Linked DNA regions of Pan troglodytes: region 2 is linked to region 1. Evidence: chromatin contacts called from public HiChIP or PLAC-seq data. All regions are on one chromosome and are shown on one strand. The core of a region is the stretch at or near the end of the contact, and the rest is flanking DNA. Distances in the headings are between cores, read along the strand shown. Region 1 holds the start of RPA3 (replication protein A3). Region 2 holds the start of GLCCI1 (glucocorticoid induced 1).

Evidence for each region. HiChIP or PLAC-seq counts read pairs in DNA pulled down with a chosen protein or histone mark.
Region 2: an H3K4me3 HiChIP or PLAC-seq map of stem cell-derived excitatory neurons shows a contact between it and region 1, with 6 times the contacts expected there. The contact joins the promoter of GLCCI1 here to the promoter of RPA3 in region 1. A contact is called at or near these places in 1 of 7 Hi-C or Micro-C datasets (stem cell-derived neural progenitor cells) and 1 of 1 datasets of contacts at active chromatin or transcription factors (stem cell-derived excitatory neurons).

Annotation. Positions count from the first base shown.
Region 1 is chr6:13,510,469-13,515,133 of NHGRI_mPanTro3-v2.0_pri, reverse strand. It overlaps RPA3 (replication protein A3), which reads left to right and starts at 3,174. Exons shown (of 4, transcript XM_009452642.5): 1 at 3,174-3,308; 2 at 4,480-4,554. The coding sequence starts at 3,210. It also overlaps a transcript of UMAD1 not described here.
Region 2 is chr6:13,837,022-13,841,346 of NHGRI_mPanTro3-v2.0_pri, reverse strand. GLCCI1 (glucocorticoid induced 1) reads right to left here and starts at 1,288. Exons shown (of 8, transcript XM_518970.9): 1 at 285-1,288. The coding sequence starts at 738. LOC104007108 (a long non-coding RNA gene) reads left to right here and starts at 177. Exons shown (of 5, transcript XR_010158336.1): 1 at 177-320.

The DNA of each region.
Region 1 (4,665 bases), core at 1,925-4,424:
CGCCTCTCGGGTTCACGCCATTCTCCTGCCTCAGCTTCCCGAGTAGCTGGGACTACAGGCACCCGCCATCACGCCTGGATAATTTTTTGTATATTTAGTAGAGACAGGGTTTCACCATGTTGACCAGCGTGGTCTTGAACTTCTGATCTGAGGTGATCCACCCGCTTCAGCCTCCCAAAGTGCTGGGATTACAGGCGTGAGCCACCACGCCCGGTCCCGATCCTAGGACTTTTACAAGCTTGTCTCTTTCCCATGATCCTTTCCTTAGGATAGGCAGCCGGCAGGCACAGAGCCCTCCTTAGCCCTGGGAAGTGTTTTTAGGGAGTTACATGCACGCCCATCTGAGGCTTGCTTCCTTTTTCCGGTGGAGTGTACCTGGAAGATCATACTTTACCATTTTTGTCTCTTAATATGCATGCCCAGGAAGCTGTTTCTCCCTCGGGTCTACATTCAATTAACATTTTGATAACAGGTGTGGACCATCAGGAAATGGCCTCTCCCTGGCGCTGCAGAATTATCATTTTTAGAGAAGCAAATTCGGTAATTGCCAAACCATCCCCCAACATTTCTAGTGGGTTGGGGGAGAGCCCACTACTGTCCCACTCATGCCTACCTGTAACAGAAAAAAAAATATGATCTACGTACATTCGTCAACATAGATGAATCTCAAAAACAAACAAAAGAAGTCAGAAGATACATACGTTTCTGTTTATATAAAGGTCAAAGACTGGCAATATTAAACAACATACCATTTAGCAACGCCTGCATGTGTGATAAAACCACGTAGAAAAGCTTAGGAAGCTTAACACAAATTTCAAGATAGTGTTTACTTATGGCTGTAGCAAGGAGGGCTTCATTGGGGAAGTGCAAACTGGTAAAATTTACTGGTAACTGGTAAAGTTCCATTTCTTCAGCTGAATGACAGGCCCCATGGATTCATTTCATTTCTCTCAAAACTATGCAAATCGGCTAGCTATACTTTTTTCTGTACATCATGTATTTTATAATATTTTAAGTGACTCAAAAATACACGAAAAAGCTGTTTTAAATCATCTTCCTGCTCATCTCCCTGTTTTAAAAGAAAGCCTTTGCTTAAAAGTGGTCTTTCTAACTGCAGGTAAACAACGACATTAACATCTGGTACTCTCAGGACTGCTCTTTAAAAAAAAAAAATCACTATTACAGGGTACGCACCAAGGCTCACACCTGTAATTCCAGTACTTTGGGAGGGAGACGGGGGAGGGAGGGATCGCCTGAGCCCAGGAGTTTGAGATAAGCCTGGTCAACATGGCGAGGCCCCATATGAACAAAACAAACAAACAAACAAAAAATCTTTATTAGCTGGGTGTGGTGGTATGTGCTTATAGTCCCAGCTACTTGGCAGGCTGAGGTGAGAGGCTCGCTTAAGCCTACGAGTTAAAGGCTGCAGTGAGCTATGCGCATGCCACTGCACTCCAGTCTGGGTGACAGAGAGAGAGATCTTGCCTCAAAAAAAAAAAAAAAATGCTATTAAAGACATTGATGTGTGTACTCTCCCCTATATAATGCACATCAACTTGCTTTGCAAAACAATGCTAAAGTACAAAAGACTTAAAGCTGTAATATAAAATAGACTTTATTGACTTGCACCAATACAACCACTTTTTTATACACCACTGACACACATTCTACATCTGTTTAATGAAATCCTTTAAAGTACTGTTACTGAGTAAAACTAAGACAAACCTATTAAGTGCTAAGGAAACACTAAGGGAGACTATCATTTAATTATCGTACATGAGATTCCAATCTTAAATTGCCACGTGAAGTCTCAAAATGGATCTTTTTTGCTTAAGGGAATTTGAACGATGACAATTCTGTAGCTTTGGGCCAATTCACAGACTCAGTTTCCACAACGTTATAATACCCAATTAAAACTTCTGTCCAATTTCCACCGTACCGTTTGAAGGTATTTTTATGTGCACTCATTCTAGAATATTCCTGGCAAGGCCGCCGGCTTCGGGTCACAAGATGAGCCAGGGACAGATTGGAGACTACCCCCAAATCTCCCAGGAATCGGTTGTCTTCCAGACCTCCAGATCGCCCTCCAGAGTCTCGCAGTGTGGAGGGCAACGACAGAAAGACTGCTGAGGGGGTTTAAACTGTTGAGTCAAACATATGGCCAAAAGTCAGAGTCAACTGGGACCTTGCAAATCATTCCGCCTAACCCTTCGTTTTGCAGATGGGGAAAACACGCCTCAGAAGGGAGAACCCTAGCTCGGGGAACCCTAGCTCGGGGTCTAACAACGATTTAAGCTTGTCTCCCCTAGTACTGGCCAGTGGTTCTTCCCCGTTACCCATCCTTAAGTGCTTCTATTGGCTGCCAACACGGAGGGGTTAGCGGGGTGAAAGAACTGGCGCCTCCGCAGTGTGGCCAGGTTGGGCTAAAAAACGTCTTAGAAGTAATCGGATCAATCTCTCTTCTTACAGGTGGAGAAAGTGGAGAAAGTAGAGTGACGCAGCTAAGGGAGTAAATCGACACTCAGCCAACAAGTGGCAAAAGCCTGAAGAAAGTGATCAAGATCACTGATGACCCCGCTCCCCATCTCCAAGGGGGCGGGTATCACAACCCCGACGCCACACCACGTATCATTCAGCAAAACTCCCGCGCCTCCCACGCAGAACTGGGAAGAGGGAAGGCGGGACAACAGTGAACAGCTGGTACGCAGCACCCACAGCACCGCGGCAGCAGCTAGTGCCGACTCCCGCCTAGCTCTTTTGACTCTGTTCGCGGGAAGAATGGGGAAACAGTAAGGTTGCGGCGCCTCCCGCGAGACGAGGTACCTGAGGCTGGCGCCGCAGTCCCCCGCCGCACCAGCACCGGAGCTTCACACCCCACTTCCGGGGTCAAGTCACCGCCGGGAATCCTGTGATCGCAGAAAGGTAGTCTCAGGTTCCGCCCCTATCCAAGTCCCGCCTCCACTGCCTCTCGCGCTGTATCTGTCAACTTCCGGGACGCCGCGCGTCACTAAGCAGCCAATCTCCACTTCCGGACTCATCCAGCCCCTTCTCCACCCCTTGCGATTTAGGTTTCCGCGCATTTAATTGGCGAAGCTGGAGCGCTAGTCTTCGCTGATTGGTGCCGAGGAATCTGCCCCATAGACACCCGCGGGGCGCACAGTTTCAGTCGTCCGTGGGTTTCCCGCCAGCCGCAGTCTTGGACCATAATCATGGTGGACATGATGGACTTGCCCAGGTCGCGCATCAACGCCGGCATGCTAGCTCAGTTCATCGACAAGCCTGTCTGCTTCGTAGGGAGGCTGGAAAAGGTGTGCGGGTTCGCAGTCATGGGCTCCCAAGTCCGTAGCTGGAGGGAGGGACCCCGCCTGGATAACGGGGGATGAAAAAGGACGGAAAGCCTCCGATCACTGCGCTCCCGACTCTTTTATTTTGCACAAGGAACTTTTTGGAAATTCTTTAGCCGTTGTAGCCCCATTTTGGCGCTCTTTTATGGCACGGAAACAGTGTTTTCAAATGCTGAGTTCTGAATTCCAGTGCCCGTCGCCTCCGTTCTAGCCGTGCTTACGTAAGGGAAATTATAAACACCACTCCCACATCTACCTTCAGATTTCTTAGTTTACTCAGACGTGACGGACGCAGACAAAACTAATCTGCTGGTTTCCTTCTCTTCTGAAATTACTTATTTTTGCAAACCTCGTTTCCTCGTTGTAATCGCTTCTCTGTAAAACATGCCTTGGTTGTCCGCTTTGGGTCCCGTAGTAACGAGTTATTTAACCCCAGTATTAAAGTGAAGTTCTCTCATTCTACAGGCGAGAAACAGGCCCAAAGTCTTGAAATCAGTGACCTGAAAAGCTGAGGAAAAGAAAACTATTATATAAAGACTTATTTAGTAGCTCATTTCATCCACACATCCTCTTCCTTAAATGAGTGTTGCTCTGACTTCCCAAGTAGGGAAACTGAGTAGGAGTGGTAGGTGGTTGACTAAAATGCTCAGAAACTCGGCAAATGGCAAAGCTGGCATTCAAACGCGATCTGACAGCGCTCTTTACAGCTGCTTCCCAGGAGTAGGACCCAGATATTCTAGCAACCAGTTCTCCTTTTACTTCATCATGCCTGTTTTTTAAAACATACCCTCCGTGGGATATGTACTGTCTAAATCATGAGTGCCAGCAGATTTCACTTTTAGGGTGGGCTTCCTTTAATTTGTTATCAGAATAGGGTTGCCATATTTAGCAAATACAGAACCTACTTAACACTACAAAAAAAAATCCTTGTTTATCTGAAATTCAGAATTAACTGTGTGTTCCATGAACAGATTTGATAACAAGATTATAATTTGAACCAATAAGTTGAATAAACTGAATGAATAAACTGTTCAAGAAACAGTTGATTTGTGCTCAACTAAGGATCAATGTACTCATCTTTTGTCAAACTTTGTTGTTGTTTTAGTGAGATTTTAATTATATGTTTCGTTTTTAGATTCATCCCACCGGAAAAATGTTTATTCTTTCAGATGGAGAAGGAAAAAATGGAACCATCGAGTTGATGGAACCCGTATGTTTAAGTATTAATAAGTCTCTTATATATTATAGTTAATTCTTCATCTTGATTTGGTTTGTTGCTGATGTTTCTAATTTTTGCAATGGATTTAAAAAGGATGAGCTG
Region 2 (4,325 bases), core at 39-2,538, 330 kb before region 1:
GCAAACACACGAATGAGCTAGCCAGCTCTTAAACTGAAAAACCTCTCGAAGCAGGCGAGTGATGGAAGAGAGAATCTGAGGGGCGGCATGAGGGTCAAATAAAAGTTGCTTTTCAGTTCGCTCCTCCAAGCCCCACAGCGACCGCAGGGGGGTGAGATTCCCAAAGCCACTTTCACACCTTCGATAATGCACTAGCAAAGAGAAGCCCGAAGAGGCTGAAGTTTCCACGGAGGGCACCGTCGGGGAGACGCAGCCCGGGAGGACGGGAGGGTTGGGCTCGCTACCTCTGCACACGGGCGAGCCGGGGCTCCGTCTCTCAGGTGAGCTGCTCCTCCGGTGGCTCTCTGGGGACCGTCTCGGGCGGCCCTTGGCCCGCGGCGCCTGGTCGGCCGGGGCTGCAGCCGCCGGCGGCGTCGGGCTGGACGGGCTGGGGCCGCGGGCCGCGCCGGGCCCCGGGAGGCTGCCCAGCGAGGCGGCGGCAGCGGCGACGGGCGGGCGCGTGGGACTGTGCTGGCTGCCCCGCAAGAGCTGGTAGGGCACCGTGGCGCGGATGGGCTGCAGCAGCCGGCCGGCTCCCGCAGCCGGGGCGCAGCCCACGCCGCCGCCGCCCGCACCGTTCCCGCTCCCGGCGGCGGCGACGGCTGGCGGGGACCCCGCGGCGCTGCGCCTCATCCTCTGCGACGGGGGATGAGGGGTCTGAGAGGAACTGGAGGAGGAGGAGGAGGAGGCAGTGGACATGGTGGCTCTGCGGGCCCTGGACGCCGCCGGCCGACACGGAGGCGCGGGGCGGGAGGCGCGCGAGCGTGTGGGAGCCGGCGCGATAGTGCGTGCGAGTGTGTAAGGGGGAGGGGCGGGGGTATCGCTGTGGGGGAGGAGTCTCGGGGCTCCCCCTCCCCAACGCACACCCCCGCCGCCTCGGCGAGGGGGGGAGGGGAAGGCTGCGAAAACAAACGTCCAACGGCCGCAACCGCCCGGCTGGGCTCGGTGTGGCGGTCACGGCCGGGGCCGCAAGGAGCCCGGAGCCGCCGCCGCCACCGCTCCAGGCATCGCGCTGACAGGGCAACGGCCCGGATCACGCAGCCCCGAGGGCCGCTCGCAGCCTTCTCCTCAGCCCTCGCGGGGCTGCACGCACGGGAGAACCCGGCAGCTGCAAGGAGGGCCGGGACCCCTGCTTCTGGGGACCAGGGTAAAGAGAAAGGGCCTCGAGGTGCTGGCGCTCCTCGGAGTCCGCGCCACCGCAAACGCCGCCGCCGCCGCTTCTACCCACTCCTCACTCCGAATGGCAACTAATTCGCCCCAGCCGCACCCCGCCCCCGGCACCGCCTCCCAGCGCCCAGGACCCGGCAGCTGCCGCAGCGAGCATTTCCATTGGCTTAGGCGCTCCCCACCAGAACTCGAGTGATTGGTTCTGGAGTAGGAGTGAGCGAAGCAGTGTCCAATGACAATGGTGCCTCCTACTTTGAAGGCGGGGCGTGAGGGGTGGCGGCGTGGGGTGGGGGCTGTGCGCGCAGGGAGGAGCGTAAAAGTTGACAGCCTTGAGGTAAGTGCGAGACTAGGAAAGTGGGACTGTGTGTGTCCTGCGCGTGTCCCGACACCCCCAGACACGCAAACGCCCCGCTAGGCAGGTTGCAGGGGCTCCACCCTCCTGGGCCGTCTGTATGACTTGAGACAGAGGACACAGGAGGCAAAATTTAATTTGCAAGTACACCTGCATCCGGTGGGATGTTTTAGTTAGAACCAGAAGACTGGATCTCTTCCCCTCTAATTTTAGTAAGCTGAGTTTTCGTGACCAGTAGCCTTATTAATCAAAAGAACTTCTGGTGATCAGGAGAAATGTCTGGAACCTGGATTGAACAAAGTAAAATACTTTTACAGCCTAACATTTGTAGTTATGCAGTGAAAAGAGATTATCAAATTCTATGTTCCAAGACAATAACACTGAATAGCAGGGGTCAACAAGGAATTTTATGTCATTACACCATCAGTTAGATATATTAATGAAGGGCGCCCCTGCCTTTTCCGAAGCAGATAGCTTCTTGGGAGGAATAAATACCAGATGTAATGTAATAATCCATTGTGGTAAATTTGTTTTTTATTCTGTAATGAAACTGAAAGGGTACAAAGATTTTGGATGACTATCACAAACATAAATTTACCCCACAGTAAACCAAGGTTTTAAACCTTAATCAGGAGCAATTAATGTAAGGATCTTCATCGGATAACTTTCATTAATTTTCAAGAGGTTAAAAGAGAAGCAGAATGTCAAATTGGTCTGCTCGTGGTGTCTGCCCACACTGACAAGCTTCCTCTGATTTCAGGCACTATATGCAGGGGTCACTTTCACGTACAGGAGCCATCCTTCTTTTCTTCCTTGTGTGTTCAGACGAGAAAGCATACTAGGTTCAGTAAAAAAATTGATGAAACTCAATAAAAATACAAAAATTTCATGCAGTACTTCATCCAAGTAAAACTAGTGATAGTTCCTCAGTTTACCACATATTATAATAATAGCTAACATTTATTCACCATGTGCCAGCCGCTATTCTAAGAACATTATGTGTGTTAATTCATTCAGTCCTCATATAATCCACAAGGTAGATACTATTGTTATCCTTACTGTGGTCTCAGTTGTGGCATAAATAAGCTGTCTTGCCTGAGATCACATAGTTAGTATATGGGGAGCTAAAAATTTCACCCAGACAGACTGGCTCAAGAGTCTGAGGAAGCCCTCTGCTATAGTAACTGGCAGCTCAAAGCTGTGGGGTACATAATTTGTAGAGTATTTACAATGGCCCACAAATCTCATCTATGAGATAAGTCCCCATCAGTTCAAAGGAAATTTTACAAATGAAGACAGACCACTACTTTTTTTTTGTTTTCCAGACTAACATATATTTTAATTATGAATAAAAACTTTACTCTTTCAAATATTATATAAATGGCCTATCTCATTAATTTAAAAACTGCATTATTTTGTGTGTAAAAAGAATGATAAATGATTTCTTTTCAGTGACTTTTTTCAGAATAGCAAGAACAAAAAATCTGACAGATTAAAAATATGTAAAGCTGGCTAGGTGCGGTGGCTCACGCCTGTAATCCCAGCTCCTTGGGAGGCCAAGGCAGACGGATCACTTGAGCTCAGGATTTTGAAACCAGTCTGGGCAACATGGCAAAACCCCATCTCTACTAAAAATGTAAAAATACTAGCTGGACGCGGTTAGGGAGGCTGAGGTGGGAGGATCACCTGAGCCCAAAAGGCCGGGAGATCAAGGCTGCAGTGAGCCTTGATCACACCACTGCACTCCAGCTTGGGTGACAGAATGACACCCTGTCTCAAAAAAAAAAAAAAAAAAAAGAAGAAGAAGAAGAAGAAAAAAAGTTAAGATTTTTCTTTTACATGCTGGTAAATTTCTGAGTTGTTGCTTTGATTACAGCATAGTTGCATTATAGAAATGTCATCTCTAGCTACTCCTAAATATATTTATGGAACAACTTCAACACATTAGGTTACAATAATTCTAAATTTATTCTAGGTCACAATCACAATGATCAATACCTAATTTGGATCTAAAACAACATACCTAGTCATATTTTAAGGACTTTCTGTGTTTGTTCAAATCTACCACAGCTGACTTAGACATCTAAAGCAAATCTAAATAACTCACACAGAGAAACAGAGAATTAGTATGATCTTAAAATACTATTTTCAGTTACTAGTAAGTCATTATGACCAATCTAGAAGCTCAGTCATTTCTCTTTGCTATAGAAACCTTGGTTGTCTCTTAAACCTTTATTCTCACGAAGTAAGTACTGATCTTCATATTTAAGGAATACAGGCTTCAAACAAATCAAAGGTGGCCTAAAATAAATTAAACTCAGTGCCTGCTTTCAAATGTCCATTTGTTGAGTTCTTGATAATATTTTATTCTTATTGAGGATAAAGTAAGCTCCAAGGATATATAGAAGCTTTAAGAAAATGTTCTGAGTAAATTGGAAACCCCCTAGAATGAGATGTGGATTGCTAGGCTAGAAGAGCGTTGTTATGCTACTATGCTAGCTATGGGGTAGTTAGGCCTAGTGCCGATTTTCCACACTGGTTGAATGTAAGTGTAACAATCTCTGAAAATCTTATATAAGACTTAATGTTAACATTGACCTCTTACTATGTTGTCCTGTGTAAAGAAGACAAAATTGAAGGCACAATTTGGTGGCATGAGAAATACTTCTGTTTCAGTAGCCCCATGCCGTGGCTATCTGTGGGACAAGGATCTGCCATTAGCTAATCTGAGGTAGAATTCTGTTCTACTTACTTCTTAGTGCAAATA